Linked DNA regions of Mus musculus: region 1 is linked to region 2. A link is a contact called in public Hi-C data. All regions are on one chromosome and are shown on one strand. The core of a region is the stretch at or near the end of the contact, and the rest is flanking DNA. Distances in the headings are between cores, read along the strand shown. Region 1 overlaps Prickle2 (prickle planar cell polarity protein 2). Region 2 overlaps Prickle2 (prickle planar cell polarity protein 2).

The links. A called contact is a pair of places that touch in the nucleus more often than the background predicts.
Region 1: a contact with region 2 is called in a Hi-C map of cortical neurons, with 2.3 times the contacts expected there. The contact joins two enhancer-like sites. A contact is called at or near these places in 1 of 39 promoter capture datasets (hippocampal neurons), 13 of 484 Hi-C or Micro-C datasets (the N1E-115 cell line, beige adipocytes, cerebral cortex and 3 more), 2 of 115 datasets of contacts at active chromatin or transcription factors (embryonic stem cells and neural progenitor cells) and 1 of 9 other capture datasets (embryonic stem cells).

Annotation. Positions count from the first base shown.
Region 1 is chr6:92,659,595-92,666,523 of GRCm38.p6, reverse strand. All of the region lies in intron 2 of Prickle2 (prickle planar cell polarity protein 2), which reads left to right. Among named protein-coding and RNA genes, the nearest start is that of Prickle2, 43 kb to the left of the region's middle. Within about 2 kb of position 1,718, at least 57 of the 459 cell types and tissues checked have an H3K27ac peak or open chromatin away from gene starts, as enhancers often do. A contact at or near this core is called in cerebral cortex, cortical neurons, forebrain and 1 more, where this site is marked.
Region 2 is chr6:92,591,462-92,597,994 of GRCm38.p6, reverse strand. The region is part of intron 2 of Prickle2 (prickle planar cell polarity protein 2); the gene reads left to right. Among named protein-coding and RNA genes, the nearest start is that of Prickle2, 110 kb to the left of the region's middle. Within about 2 kb of position 1,419, at least 15 of the 459 cell types and tissues checked have an H3K27ac peak or open chromatin away from gene starts, as enhancers often do. A contact at or near this core is called in cerebral cortex, cortical neurons, forebrain and 1 more, where this site is marked.

The DNA.
Region 1 (6,929 bases), core at 469-2,968, 68 kb before region 2:
TCATCCCCAAGTAAAAGAAAGTTATTAAGCTGTAGAGGTAAGGTTTATTTCACCAGCTTAGGCTCCTCCCAGCAGAAGTTGGAACTGATATGTTGGCAGCTCCAAGTTTCAGTGCAACTGTAGGCTATCCGTGCTATTCACAAATGTGGGAATATCCGTAGAACATCTGTAATAATCGCCAGTGAAAATGACAATATTACAGAAAATCAGTTAGAAGAAATAAACAGCGTGGCAAGGGAAGATGGCTGAGCAGGAAAGGTGCTTGCTATACAAGCTTGGAAACCTGAGTTGGGCCACTGGAATCCATGTAGGCACAGGCAAGAACTTACTCTACAGACCTGTCCTCTGATCGCCACACAATGCTGTGCTGTGTGTGCCCCATCTTCCATACACAACAAGCCAGAGTCATGAATTTTCTCCCTGCCTGTCAGGCCTTCCCCAGACTTCCCTCCAGGGACAGGGGATGTGTATCGTGAGTCTACTCTGATCACTTGAGCTTCCTTTTGCCGATTCCTCCAGGTCACCACCTGGTATTGAGTAACAGCTTGCTGTGTGCATGAGCCTTAGGGATGGTTCCACAGTTGCCCTGCCTTTGTTCATGAGAGCCTTTCCCTGGCCTTAAGGCTGAGTCATTAGGGGTGTGAGTAGTTTTGTTCTTAACAACATCCTCTGGTCTGGGATGCTCCCCAAACATTTCTTCCTTTGATTGCAAACACTGGGGGGTTCTTTTTTCTCTTTGGAGGGCAGAGGGCAGAGTTGAATAGGCCAGCATCCTCTCCTGGCAACAGTCCTAGAATTAATTCCTGGACCTGAAAAATCCAAACACCCAAACTTCCTGCAGTAATGAAAACCCACAGCAGAGGGCAGTCTCCTACATATGGCGAGGTGTCCTTGGCCCTGAGCTTATTTAATTGAAAAACCTACAGAAAAGTAATTAGCCTGGCTTCATAAGAGAGGCAAATCCCTTGCTGCCCCCCTCAGCCCACCTTTTGTTTAAAGAAGGCCATTTGTTCTTGAAGTGAAGAGTCCCCCGCGCCCTCCTTCCCTTCTTGTCCCCTGCTACAACTGTTAGGTCTAGTTTCTCTAGCTCAAAGATAGAAAGGGGTTAATTTTAGAGAAGCAACCCCTATTTGCTTTGTTCCATATGCAGAATAGGAAGGACACTGTCGCATGGTCTGTCAGATTTTCTCGGTCCCCTCTTGAGGAGGCAAGCCTGGAAGGAGGGTATGAATCCCAAACGTGTGTTTCACTCTCTCCTGCCAGGCATTCTCCCAAGGCCGTTTCATGCACTCTTTAAATAAGCCCAGATCCCCCATTAAGTGGATTTGCTTACTATTGCCAGTTCACACATGGGGAGATGGAAACCCTGAAACTGACAGGTTTGCTATGTGGTTCTCTGGGCTTTAAGTTGGTCATGTGTTTTAAAACAGGGAGTATCAGGTAAATTGCTCTTGAAACCCCTATTTCCTCTCCATTGGAGACAGAAGCTTGGAGGACAGATTTCCTAGGAAAATGGGTATGTCTGGGGGGTGGAGGTGCTGTTGTTGACAAAGAGCTTTGTTACTCTTTTCTAGTGTCCCGCCCCCCACCCCCAGCTGAGCCTATGCCTCCTCAGAAGGTTGAAGCTGGGTCAGCTTATCCATCAGGACTGTGCTGAGCCTGATCCAATTTTAGCAGTAACCTGCTTCTGCTCCCTAGGAATGTTGCAATAGGAGCTACGGTCCTGGTTCTGCAAGCCTGGCCAGCTCCCATGCGCTTCTGCTCATTCCCAGAATACAAAACACAAACTCAGGAGTGGTCCACCTTGGTTTTTTTGGAGTGTGTCTCTTGGGAACCTGGGGCTTACCAATAAGGCCAGGCTGCCTGGCAGTGAGCCCCAAGGATCTGCCTGTCTTTGTCTCTGGAGTCACAAGTACATGTTACATGCTCAGCTTTTGTATTTTATTTCATGGGCTTGGGGGATCAAACTCTTGTCTTCACGCTTACACAGCAGCCTTTGTTAGCATTCTGTCTAAACTCCACCCCACAGTTACCTGGCAACCGCCAGGTATGCCAACCTTGGTGGGCATTTTTACCAAACGGGAGTCTTATTCTCTGAGGCATCAGTCAGCCAACAGATTTGTTCTGAGCATTTCTAGCCAGTGTTGGATCACAGGTCTCTAAACCCAGTACCAGGTCCCAGGAGCTACTTGATAGAAGTTGGACAGATGCTGGAGTGAAAAGCCACAGTCTAAATGCCTCTGAAGTAAATACAGGCACAGCTTGGTCCCTCTCCTGGTTAGCCTCTGAAGTCACCTGAGAGGAAAGCTGCAGTGGAGGGACTGCCTAGATCAGGCTGACCCATAGACTGTCTGTAAAGATTGTCTTGATTGACTGGCGTAGGAAGGGCCAGACCACTGTGGGCGGAACCATCCCTAGACAGGTGGTTCAGGCTGTACAGGAAAGAGAGCTAAGTACAAAGGAGCCAATCAGCAAGGAGTGTCTGTCCCTCTGTGGTGTCTGTCTCAAGCTGCTGCTTGAGTTTCTGTGCTGGCTTCTCTTAATGATGGGCTGGGACCTGTAAGCGTGAGTCAGATGCATCTTTCCTTGCCCTAAGTTGCTTTTCATCAGAATGTTTTTTTGTCACAGCAACAGAAAAAAAAAAAAAAAAAGTAGAACAGTCACCTTGCAGCTAGTTCACAGAGGTTATAAATGGCAGTGGGTGCAGAGTTAATGGGTTTTCTGGGGTTTACAAACCATGTGACCAGAAGGCGAGAGAGAGAGAGAGAGAGAGAGAGAGAGAGAGAGAGAGAGAGCGCTAGCTAGCTAGCTGATGGTAGGAGTGAGAATTTTTTTTTCTGCTGGTTGCTATATTAAGCTGTACCATATGAAATCGCTGTTTGCTAGGGAAGATCTGGGCTGGGAAACATAAATTTGGGAAGCACAGGCATATTGATGGTATTTAAATCTGTGAATGAGATCACTTAAGGAGAAAATGGAGGTAGGGCTGGGACTGAGAGCCTGCTGCTACAGCCTGAGGCTCTGCAGCCTTCAGAGGATTCACAGAAGAACCACCCCCCCACCCCCCACCCCCCATGAATTATAAACGAGAGAAACATGTCCGAGGAAAACATCCACCCTAGTTGTGAGCTCGATTTTAATAGGTGTGCATGTACTTGCACAAGCTAGAAGTCCTGCTCTCTGATTGCTTTCCCACGTAACCCTCCTCGCTGCTGGTTAGCCTCATCTAGGGATGCAGATACAGATGAAGGAGTACCAGGGGCTGCTGATCTGATGACTCATTGTCTGTTAATGGTTTCTCCCCTTGGCTTCCCTCTCTTCCTCCTAGCACATACCTGCTCTTAGTGAAATTGTCACATCCTATCTAGAAAAATCTGCCTGAGTAAAGGTCTCCAGAATTTTTAAATCCACTGAGCCGTTCATGATGGATTGTTTTGTGTGTCAACTTGGCTGTGCCACAAGGTGCACCCTCAGATAGTTAGTCGATCTTACAGTATTCTAGGTTTTTCTGTGATGGTATTCTTGGATGAGATGAACATTTAAGTCATTTGGGCTTCAGTAAAGCAGATTGTTCTTCAAAATAGAGGTGAGTTTTACCCGGCAAGCTGGACTGACCCTCCCTACAGTGTGAGGGAGTTAACCAGCCTCCCCACCTCATGCTCAGCACTGGCTCTTTTGGCCTGGTAGCCTTTCAATGGGGACAGTGCATCTACTGGGGTCTTTTGCACACTAGCACACACTGTAAGGTTTGGCTTTCTCAGCCTCTGTGGTTGTGGGAGCTGATCTCTTATCCTTAGTCCCTGTGCCTTCCTTCCTCTGCCTGCTGATTTACATCTGTCTTGTGTGTTTATCTCCTGTTTGTCTTTCAAAGAGAACCCTGACTAACAGAGTACTTTAGGGTCTCTCTGTTACATGAGCTTCCAAGGCGTTGGCTCTGGTAGGATCTGACTGCTACACTATTTGTTCTGTTGAAACATGCTCAACAGGATGGAAGCCTTGGTACTGCCACGTCCTCTACGGCACAGCCCTTTGTGCTGGAGTTGCTGCCCTTCGTAAACGTTTCTAAGACCTGTGTTAACCATGGAACACGGCTTTGGACCCTCTCCTGATAACTACTTGGGTTCTGCCTAATCATAGTTATATGATTGACAGTCGCCCTTTTTAAAATTTATTTTTCCTTTTTCAAGTATGCTTTGCAGGTTTTTGGGTTGTTTGTTTGTTTGTTTGTTTGTTTAAAATTGGTGAACAGAAAGCAAGAGAGAATGAATGATGTTTCTGCTTTCTTTGCTTTACCAAGTACAATTCAGTAGCTTTAAAAGGTGTCCCCAAAACCTATTTTAAGAAATATTTGCTGTTTGTTTTGAAAGACAGCTTCTCGTGAATTAATTAATTTAAATAGCTCAGGAATCCCTGGAAAGTATAAAAATAAGTATTTCCCAGGGTTGGAGTTTAGTCATGAGACCCCAGCACAGCTGTGTTGTATTTAAGGTGCTGACCCACAATACTGAGACAGTGAGGTGGTGACAAAGGTCTGAGAGGTGAGGTGACAGCCATATGGCCACAGATAAGGCATAGCATTGGCTAGTCTAGAGTGCCAGGTGGGACTTCAGAGAAACAGTAAGCGTCGGAGGTGACATTGCTAGCTGAGGCCAAAGTTGGGTCTCTGCCTCTAGGTCATGTGGAAGGAGCTGACACCTGCTCACTGGCCAAGATGCACAATGGCATCTGGATTTGTTCTCAGTACAACAAAATGCCTGAGGCTGGGGCCTGGTGACTTGGGATGAAATGTCTTTGAAAGAGCAGAATATGTTTGTCAGCCATCATTTAGACAGGGATATAATTTGCTAATGAGAACTTCACCAAACAGAAGGTTATGCCAGCAGATCCCCAAACCAACAAATGGCTTGGGAAATGGCTTGATCCATAATATGCAGTCCAGTGGATATCACCAAGCAATTTTGTCAACAGCTTGCTTTTCTGCATAGATAAGTGTTGTATGGAAAAGAATAGCAACAACAAAAGTGCTTCAACTTTTCAGGGTATGTTTTTAGATCAATGTGCATTAAGTTTATTATTTTGACTATAATTGATAGTTGTTTCATTTTGTGGAAAAGCAAAGAAGGTTGTCTGGCACAAAATGCCGGGCTATTTTTCTTTCTACATTACTCCCTGGAGCTTGTGATGGTTTGAATTAGAATGGCCCCCATAGGCCACCAACTCCTGATTCCAACTAATGTTTTACTTACTTTTCTATTGCTGTGAAAAGACATCATGGCCAACGCAACTTATAAAAGAGTACCTTTAATTGCTGGCTTGCTTATGGTCTCAGAGGGTGAGTCTATGGCTATCATGTCAGGGAGCATGGTAGCAGGCCATGGGCCTGCTGGGCCAGTAAGATGTCAGTCAACCTAAGGCAAACAAAGACTAGGAATGTAGACGTGATCTGCTGTCATCTTCCACTTTGCCATTGCCATGAGAAAAAAAAAAGTATCTGGCTGTTAGCTGTCTGGTCCCAGACATGAAGGGATCAGGATAGATCCCAGTGTTTCAGGTCTGCCAACCTAGCTGCTAAAGAAAGCCCTGTAGACAGACTCAGAGCAATGACTCACAGCTCTTACATCCAGTATTCTCGTTGTAATAGGTAACTGATACACTCAGGCTTGGGGGAAAGTGTATGTTCTAGTAGTCGAAATTTCCACAGGGAAAATAGCTTTTTTTTTTCCCTTTTAAAATTTTTATTTCCCAAATATGTTTGATACCTCAAAGGTATTGTAGCTTCAAGCTGACATGTCCTTAGCAGTGCCAACCCGATTCTCAGCCCGTGGCAGGACATCGTTATTTAAAGTCTGTAGGGAAATAAAACCTGTGTACTCATTTGATGCTGCTTGTAAGTGTCATGAACAATCATCTGTGAAAATAAGGAAGGAGAGTGTATTTCTCTGCAGAATTCCACCGATAACTGCTCAGGACAGTAAGAGCCTAGGTCCTCACATTGCTGCCAAGCATAATCTGTTGGACACACTCAGAATCTCTCTGGTACCGATGCAGACTCAGTGCACTCCGTTGCTAAGGGTACAGGATTGTGAGGAGGGATAAGTCACCTTTGCTTTGAGTGTTGTAAAGGCTTGTTTGTGAGAGGCTTCAGTGCTGGGAGCATTGAGAAGGATGCTGCTGGAGAACCCCTGGGTCTCCCGTCTTCTGCATGCATGATCCTGTAGCTGTGTATTGAACACTTCATTTTCTACTTACTGTCTGTCTGATGTGTGGGCATCTTCCACTTGATTATGATTCCTCCACGGGCAGCAAATGGGACTTGTTCTTTTACTTATGAAGCATTTAGAAGATACTTGAAACTCACAAGAGGGAGGGAGGAAGGGAAGTAAAGAAAAGGTTCATTAAATATTGACAACTTGCTGCTTTGTCTTACATGTATGTGTGTACTTTGAAGACTGTCAAAGGAGAAAGAGGTGTGTGTAAAGCTAGACATGTTACATAATCTATTCAATCTTATTTTTCCATAAGAAGCAATATGGGTAGCCCCTGTCTCATAGGATTGGAATGAGGATTGTTTAATCAGCCCCAAGGGACTTAGTATAATAGCTGGAGTAGTATATACAGAACGGACACTAAATTGGTGGTTCTGCTGATGCCAATGGAATGTATAGCTTGATAATATACACTATACTTAAAGATACACACTCTTCACAAAGAGAATCCACGTGGGATTACTTAGATATAAACAACACCGTGAGAAAATTGGTCCCAACAGGAGTCATGGGGAGGACTTAGCTGCTTGGAGCATCCTACTGCATTCAGGACAGGCTGAGAGGGCCACAGAAGGACAGCTTGGGCAGAGAAGGACCTAAGGTGGGTGACAATTGAAGTCAGGCCTACCTCAGATGGTACAGACTTTAGGTCTTTGTGGAATT
Region 2 (6,533 bases), core at 170-2,669:
AAGAAAGACAGTTTCTTTCCATACACGGAAATCCTGCAGAGTTGGAAGAATTGACTCTGACTTCTGACATATGTGCCAAAGTAGTAGATTCTTGGTTCTCCATTCCTTAACTGTTCTCCTGGACCTGTTAAGTGTAGTGTTTTCTTGCGCTCCACATGTAGCTGAATAATGAGAGAAGTAATTAAAAGTCATGTTTCTGGGCACCCTTAGAACATCATGGAGGTTCCTGGTGTCTATTCTGTAAGGCAAGCTTATTCGGGGTGATCATGGTTGTGGTCTCTGTAATAACATTCTGCTCCTGCGTATCCCTGCCCAACCAAGGCCTGGAATTTGAAGAATGAATGCAGAGGGGCTCTGGCGTTCTTACAGGACTAAGGCTGTATTTTGAATTCTGATCCAAAACATTTCTTGAGTGTCTTTGATAAGAATACTTTTGTAGCCAGGTGTGATGGCACACACCTTTAATCCTAGCACTTGGAAGGCAGAGGCAGGCACATCTCTGTGAGTTCAAGGCCAACTGGGTCTACAGAATGAGTTCTGGGACAGCCTGAGCAACATGGTAAGACCCCCCCCCCTTTTGAAATAAAACAAAAAAGAATACATTGTTTATATTAAAAAAAAACACTGTTTTTTTTTTTCAATACAAACAGGATGGTATTTAGAAACAATAGTTTCTAAAACCCTCCTGAGCCTTGTAGCTCCATGACCCTGGGAAAGTGGGTGAGCATTGGGATCTGACACAGAATCAGAGCCCCACCTTCCCTCTCCTTATCAATTGTTCAAACTTGAGCACACTGTTTAGAGTTTCTTGTGGACAATACTGCCAGAGTCTCAATGAAAAGAATGTTGTTTCTTTTCTGCTGGTTAAGTTGTATTTTTCTATTTCTTGAATGAGCACATTATGTTTTAATGCGTGATATGAGTTGGCTAAAGAATATTTTACACAAACTTTTTCTTAAGAGAGCAAAATTTTTGCAAATTAGCAACTCACAAAGGAAAAAGCCTTGTAGAAGTAGATTAAGAGGAGATGCAAGCTGGGATTGCCCTTTTATTTATTTATTTTGCACAAGTATCTCACACATCCGGTTGGGGAGAGAATTCTAACATCTAACGACTTTGCCATGTTTGATCATGACCTTCAGTTTCCGGGGTGGTCTTGTTCATCTTCTGAGCATCTGGGGGAGGGCAGACAAGCTGGCTCCCATCTTCACCTCCATCCTCCATTCGGAGAGTGTTCAGCTTGACCACTACAGCTAATACTTAAACCCAGAATTCTTGGAGTGCTGCCCTTCTTACCCAGGAAACAGAACACAAGTCCACATGCACACCTTGGCGCTTTGGTGGCTGGCTTCTAGACACTCAGCCTCTTTGTGTGCTCTTTCCAAGCAGCAGGTTTGGCTTTGCTGAGGTCTGAAATAGACCACACTGTAGGAAGTGCAATAGAGTCACCTCATTAGCACTCTCTGTGAGCGAGCACTCTCTGCCTTGCCTTTTCACTGCACGACATGCCAAGTTTACAGATGCACCTACCACTGGCTACAGCTCAACTCTTTAGCATTGAGTTGAACATAATTAAAATACATGTAAAGTCAGCATAGCCATCTCCTTAAGTATTTAAAAAGAAAAAAAAGTCTCTTATTGAAATTGAATTAATTAGCTGCTCAAATCAGTAACTATTTTAGGAGATGCACAGAGTTTGCTTTTCTGTTTTTTTAAACATAAAACGGGCCTAAGGCTGCTTGCCTGCCTTAGACTAAAATACTGTGGTTTCAGTAAGTGCATATATGTAAGTGCAGTCATGGCCACCACCACCACCATCTCTCCTCCTCCTCCTCCTCCTCCTCCTCCTCCTCCTCTTCTTCCTCCTCCTCCTCCTCCTCTTCCTCCTTCTCCTCCTCCTCCTCCTCCCATCACTCATATTTTGGGGTAGTGGCAAAAGGACTTTCACTCTGTAGTTTAGGCTAGTATTGAACTTGTGGCAATCCTCTCGCCTCAGTCTTCCAAATGCTAGGACCACATCCAGCTTCAGTTTTGTTTTTCTTGTCATTGTCAAAAAACATTTTTCTATGAGTTCGAAGCTAGCCTGCTTTACAGAACAAGTTTCCAGGACAGCCAAGTCTACACTGAGAAACCCTTTCTTAAAACAAAACAAAACACCAAAAAAGCATTTATCTTTATCCTCATATTTTCTTTATTATCATTATCCAGATTTTTTTTTATGTAATGATGATTTCAAGGACATGAGAACAGTTTTCTTTAATAAACTCCAACCCTTTTCCTTTTCCTCCTCCCAACTACCTTTTCATTTTGGTTGCTGTGGGATTTGGCAACCCAGTTTAATTTATGATAAGACGCTCTGGAAAATTGAAATGCGATAACATGAGTTGATTGGGGGGAGAAAATAACTTCATCTTAACTCTTGAAGCAGAAGACATCAGGCTCTCTAATTCCTTCCTTTCGTCCTTGAAAATAGAACATCAGCCACTGAGCACACCTGTGCCGAGTTCTAAAATGAATCTGTGGCAGCCGTTGCCAGAGTAGCAATTAGACAATTAAAGCTAGATTTCCACCCACAGAGGCAGACTGAAGAATACTGGTGGTTTGGCCTTCCACACTTGCAGATGAGGTAACTAACCCATGGGAGGTAGGGTGATGTCATGGAATCGGTGGGCAGGGAATCCAGTGCTGTCCTTCTGACCTGCATGGCCTGAGGGGTGTTATATTCAGCACTCAGCTCAACTCCCCATCTTTTTTGCATGTCTTCTTATGTGTTCAAATGTGTATACATATGCATGCATGTGTGTGGAAACTAAAGGTCAATGTCAGGGGTCACCCTCAATCATTCTCCTAATCATTTTGAGACAGGATCTCTCACTGAACACAAAACTCACCACCAATTCAGCTGGACTAGCTGGCCAGTGATCTCCATGTATCTCTGCCCATCTTTCTCCCACCTTACTCTCTGTATGGTGTTAGATTATCCGACTTCTATATGGGTGCTGGGATATGAATATGGATCCTCATGCTTGTATAGTATGGTGGTTTATATGTGCTTGGCCCAGGGAGTGGCGCTGTTAGAAGGTGTGGCCCTGTTGGAGTAAGCGTGGCTTTTTTGAGTAGGTGTGTCACTGTGGCTGTGGGCTTCAGACCCTCATCCTAGCTACCTGGAGGCCAATATTCTGCTAGCAGCTTCCAGATAAAGATGTATAGCTCTTAGCTCCTTCTGTACCATGCCTGCCTGGATGCTGCCATGCAACCATTACCTTGATGATAATGACTGAACCTCTGAACCTATAAGCCAGCCCCAACTAAATGTTGTCCTTATAAGAGTTGTGTCGGTCATGGTGTCTGTTTATAGTGGTAAACCCTAACTAAGACCTATAGGAAGTATTTTACCAACCGGTCCATCTCTGCAGCCCTTTCTCCCCTACTCTGCTTTTACTGGGTACTTCTTCTCTAAGAGCAAGGTCTATTACACTTGCCCCTCCTCCTTACAGGGCAGTTGGCACCCTACTTCCTACCTTCAAACCTTCTCCTCTGTTGCCTCCTTTTGAGATCTTAGTAGAGCGCAGAGTCTTTTCACCTGCCCATTCTCTCACTGCAAATGTAACACCCATGATGAGAGTCCTTCTTGTATGTCTTGAACTCATTTTGTATGCCCAGCTCCCAGAAGGGAGCCTGGTCATAACGTGCTCAATAAACATAGTTACATAAATATGTTAAAAATGTCCTGGATCCATAAAGCAAAAAACACAAACTGAATGCCCAGTGGATAAATTTAGCTTGTTAACTTGCCTCCTCTTTGTTTGAATTGCACAAAAGCATTGCAGGATAAAGATCGTGAGTTAGCAGTCAGCCTGTGAGTCTAGAGTGCATCATACAAAAGACTGTGCTTCTGGCTTCTTGTTGTTCAGTCAAAACCTCTCCACACTGGACCAGAATGAGGAGAGGTGACTAGAACATTCTTAAGTAGAAAGAATGCGATTTCTTGATCTCATCAACCAACGCTTTCAAATAAATCAGTGCTCCCTACAGTGTGACACCCACTTCCTACCCTGATGGTTTACAGAGGCTTGGTCTTCTATGACAGCAAATCCTGGGTCAGGCTTTCAGCTTTGTCACAGTTCCTTACCCCACAGTGTGCACCATCTCACGGTGGCTCCATCTGCTCTTTTATAGCCAAGGATCCATAGGGCCTCCTTGTAAGAATGTGAGGCTCAAATGAGAGTCGTTGTACAAAGCAACAAGCCAAGCAGAGGTTATGTGCTGATGTAGTTGCAGTTATCAGAACCAGTGCTGCCTCCATGAGATGGAAGCAACACTAGGTCTCTATATGGATACTATACTCTTCCCTCCTCTACGGGGATATCATCCCTCATGTGAATCCACAGAACCAGCATCAGTACCTGTTTCCACATCCACCCATTAAAGAGTGACAATGTTGACGAGCCAGCTGCAAAGCAGGTGATAAGCTGGGCCTGGAACACACCTTATCCTCTTTTAGTTGCCAGGATCTCTTTATTGTCATTGTGACAAAAATTCTCTTGGGTTGGAGGTCTAACTGGGCTCATGGTTTGAGGGGTCACAGTCGTTCGGCTTCATTACTTTTGGGCTCATAGCAAGGCAGATATATAGCTTGAGGATAGCTTCTCAGATCAAGGCAACCAGAAAAGGGGGTGGGGCAGAAGCCAACCACTCACAAGAGAGACTGTAAAAGGCACACCCACAGCTTCCCTACTTCCTCTGATGGGTTCCCATCTCCTTCTTTCTCCTACCTTCCAAAAATGCCATCAAGTTATGGGTCTATCAGTGTATCAGCCCATTAGTTTAAAGCAGTGGTTCTCATCCTCGGGTCATGACCCCTTAGGCAAATCTCTGTTTCCAAGAGAATTTACATGACAACTCATAAAAGTAGCAAAATTACAGTTATGAAGTAGCAGCAAAATAATGTTGTGGCTGGGGGTCCCCACAACATGAGGAACTGTATTAAAGGGTCCCAGCATTAGGAAGGTTGAGAACCACCACTCTAAAGTTTGCTGCTCATACAACACAATCCATTTCCTCAGCCCCAGGTCTGAGCATTGCATTCAGGGCCCAGCCTTCAACCAATGACTCCAGGGGCTCTTTTTATATTCAAAAGTAACAATCTGAGTTGACAGTAATACCACTATGCTCACTTTATAGATGAAAACACTAGAGATTCAGAAAGGGTAATTTGTCTTAATCTATGCAGCTGGCAGCTGAAGAAACAAACTCGGGTATTAAATTTTAGAGTTTTCCTGTTCATCTGTGTTCTCAACATGTGGAGCATTTATGTTAGTCGTTTGTGAAGGATTTCATATGATATTGAGAATGTTTTAGGTGGAGAGGAAGATGGTTTTAGCTGTTATAAAATTCTGCAAAAAAATTAAAGTACACAATAAACACATTAATATATTTTAGATCTTTGGCAAACTGGAAAGGAAAGTCCAAGCTAGTGCTAACAGGTTATTTATTTATTGATGTATTTATTTATTTGCTTATTTATGTGTGTCTATGATATGGGTGTGTGTGTGTGTGCACAGAGTGCATATGTGTGTGCATGTGAAGTACAGAACTTGACATTTGGTGATTTCTTCATCATGTCTCATCTGACTTTTTTTGAGACAGTGTCTCGCTGACCCTGAAGCTTGACACTTTGGTTGACATGGCTGACAGTGAGTCTTCAGGGTGTATCTATACCCATTCCAACCCCACCCTTACTCCCAGCACCAGGGTTATAAATGTGCGCTGCTGAGTCTAGCTTTTACATAGGTGATCAAAACGAAAGTCTGCCTGCTCACACAGCAAGCACTAAACCACTGAATTGTCTTCCCAACCCCTAACAGGTCTCTTAAAGGAAAGAATGCCAACGTGGTAATGTTTAAGGTGGTATCAAGTAAAACTGAATAACATTTAAATGCATTAATTTTCTACTTAAAATTAGTAGAAGCGATTTTCACGTTTAGTCACTCTAGAAAACTTGTTCAGGTGGAATATTATCATAAAACAAGAAGCGAGTTAAACCTATGATCAATTTGTGATCTTCAAGGTGATCTGTTGATCTGGGGGAGGCAACAGACTCTCACTGTTCGTTTAAGGTCTGACAAGTTGAGTCTAGAATAAACTGAAAATAGATGAACACAAGAAAAGGCATGCAAATGTGGGACATGTATATGCATGAGAGTTTCAAACTACAGGAAAAGAAAGGACGGATGATTGATGCTTATATACTGTCTTGAATGTAGAAAGAAATTGGAGGTTAGAGCTTCTCCGTGGAGGAACAAGGTAAAGGAAGGCAATGAAGGAAATCTGTGGGTTTCTTGCTATGCAGACAAATGCTCAATAGCTCACTAGAACTACATGTTTGGCCACAGCAAATTGGAATTTGAGTGTTCTGGATACAATCAATAAGTATTGAGGATATATGATATCCTTATACACACCACATATGTTATGCTGTGATCCCAAAGTATATACAGTCAAGTGTCCACTAAAATTTACACAAAACCTCC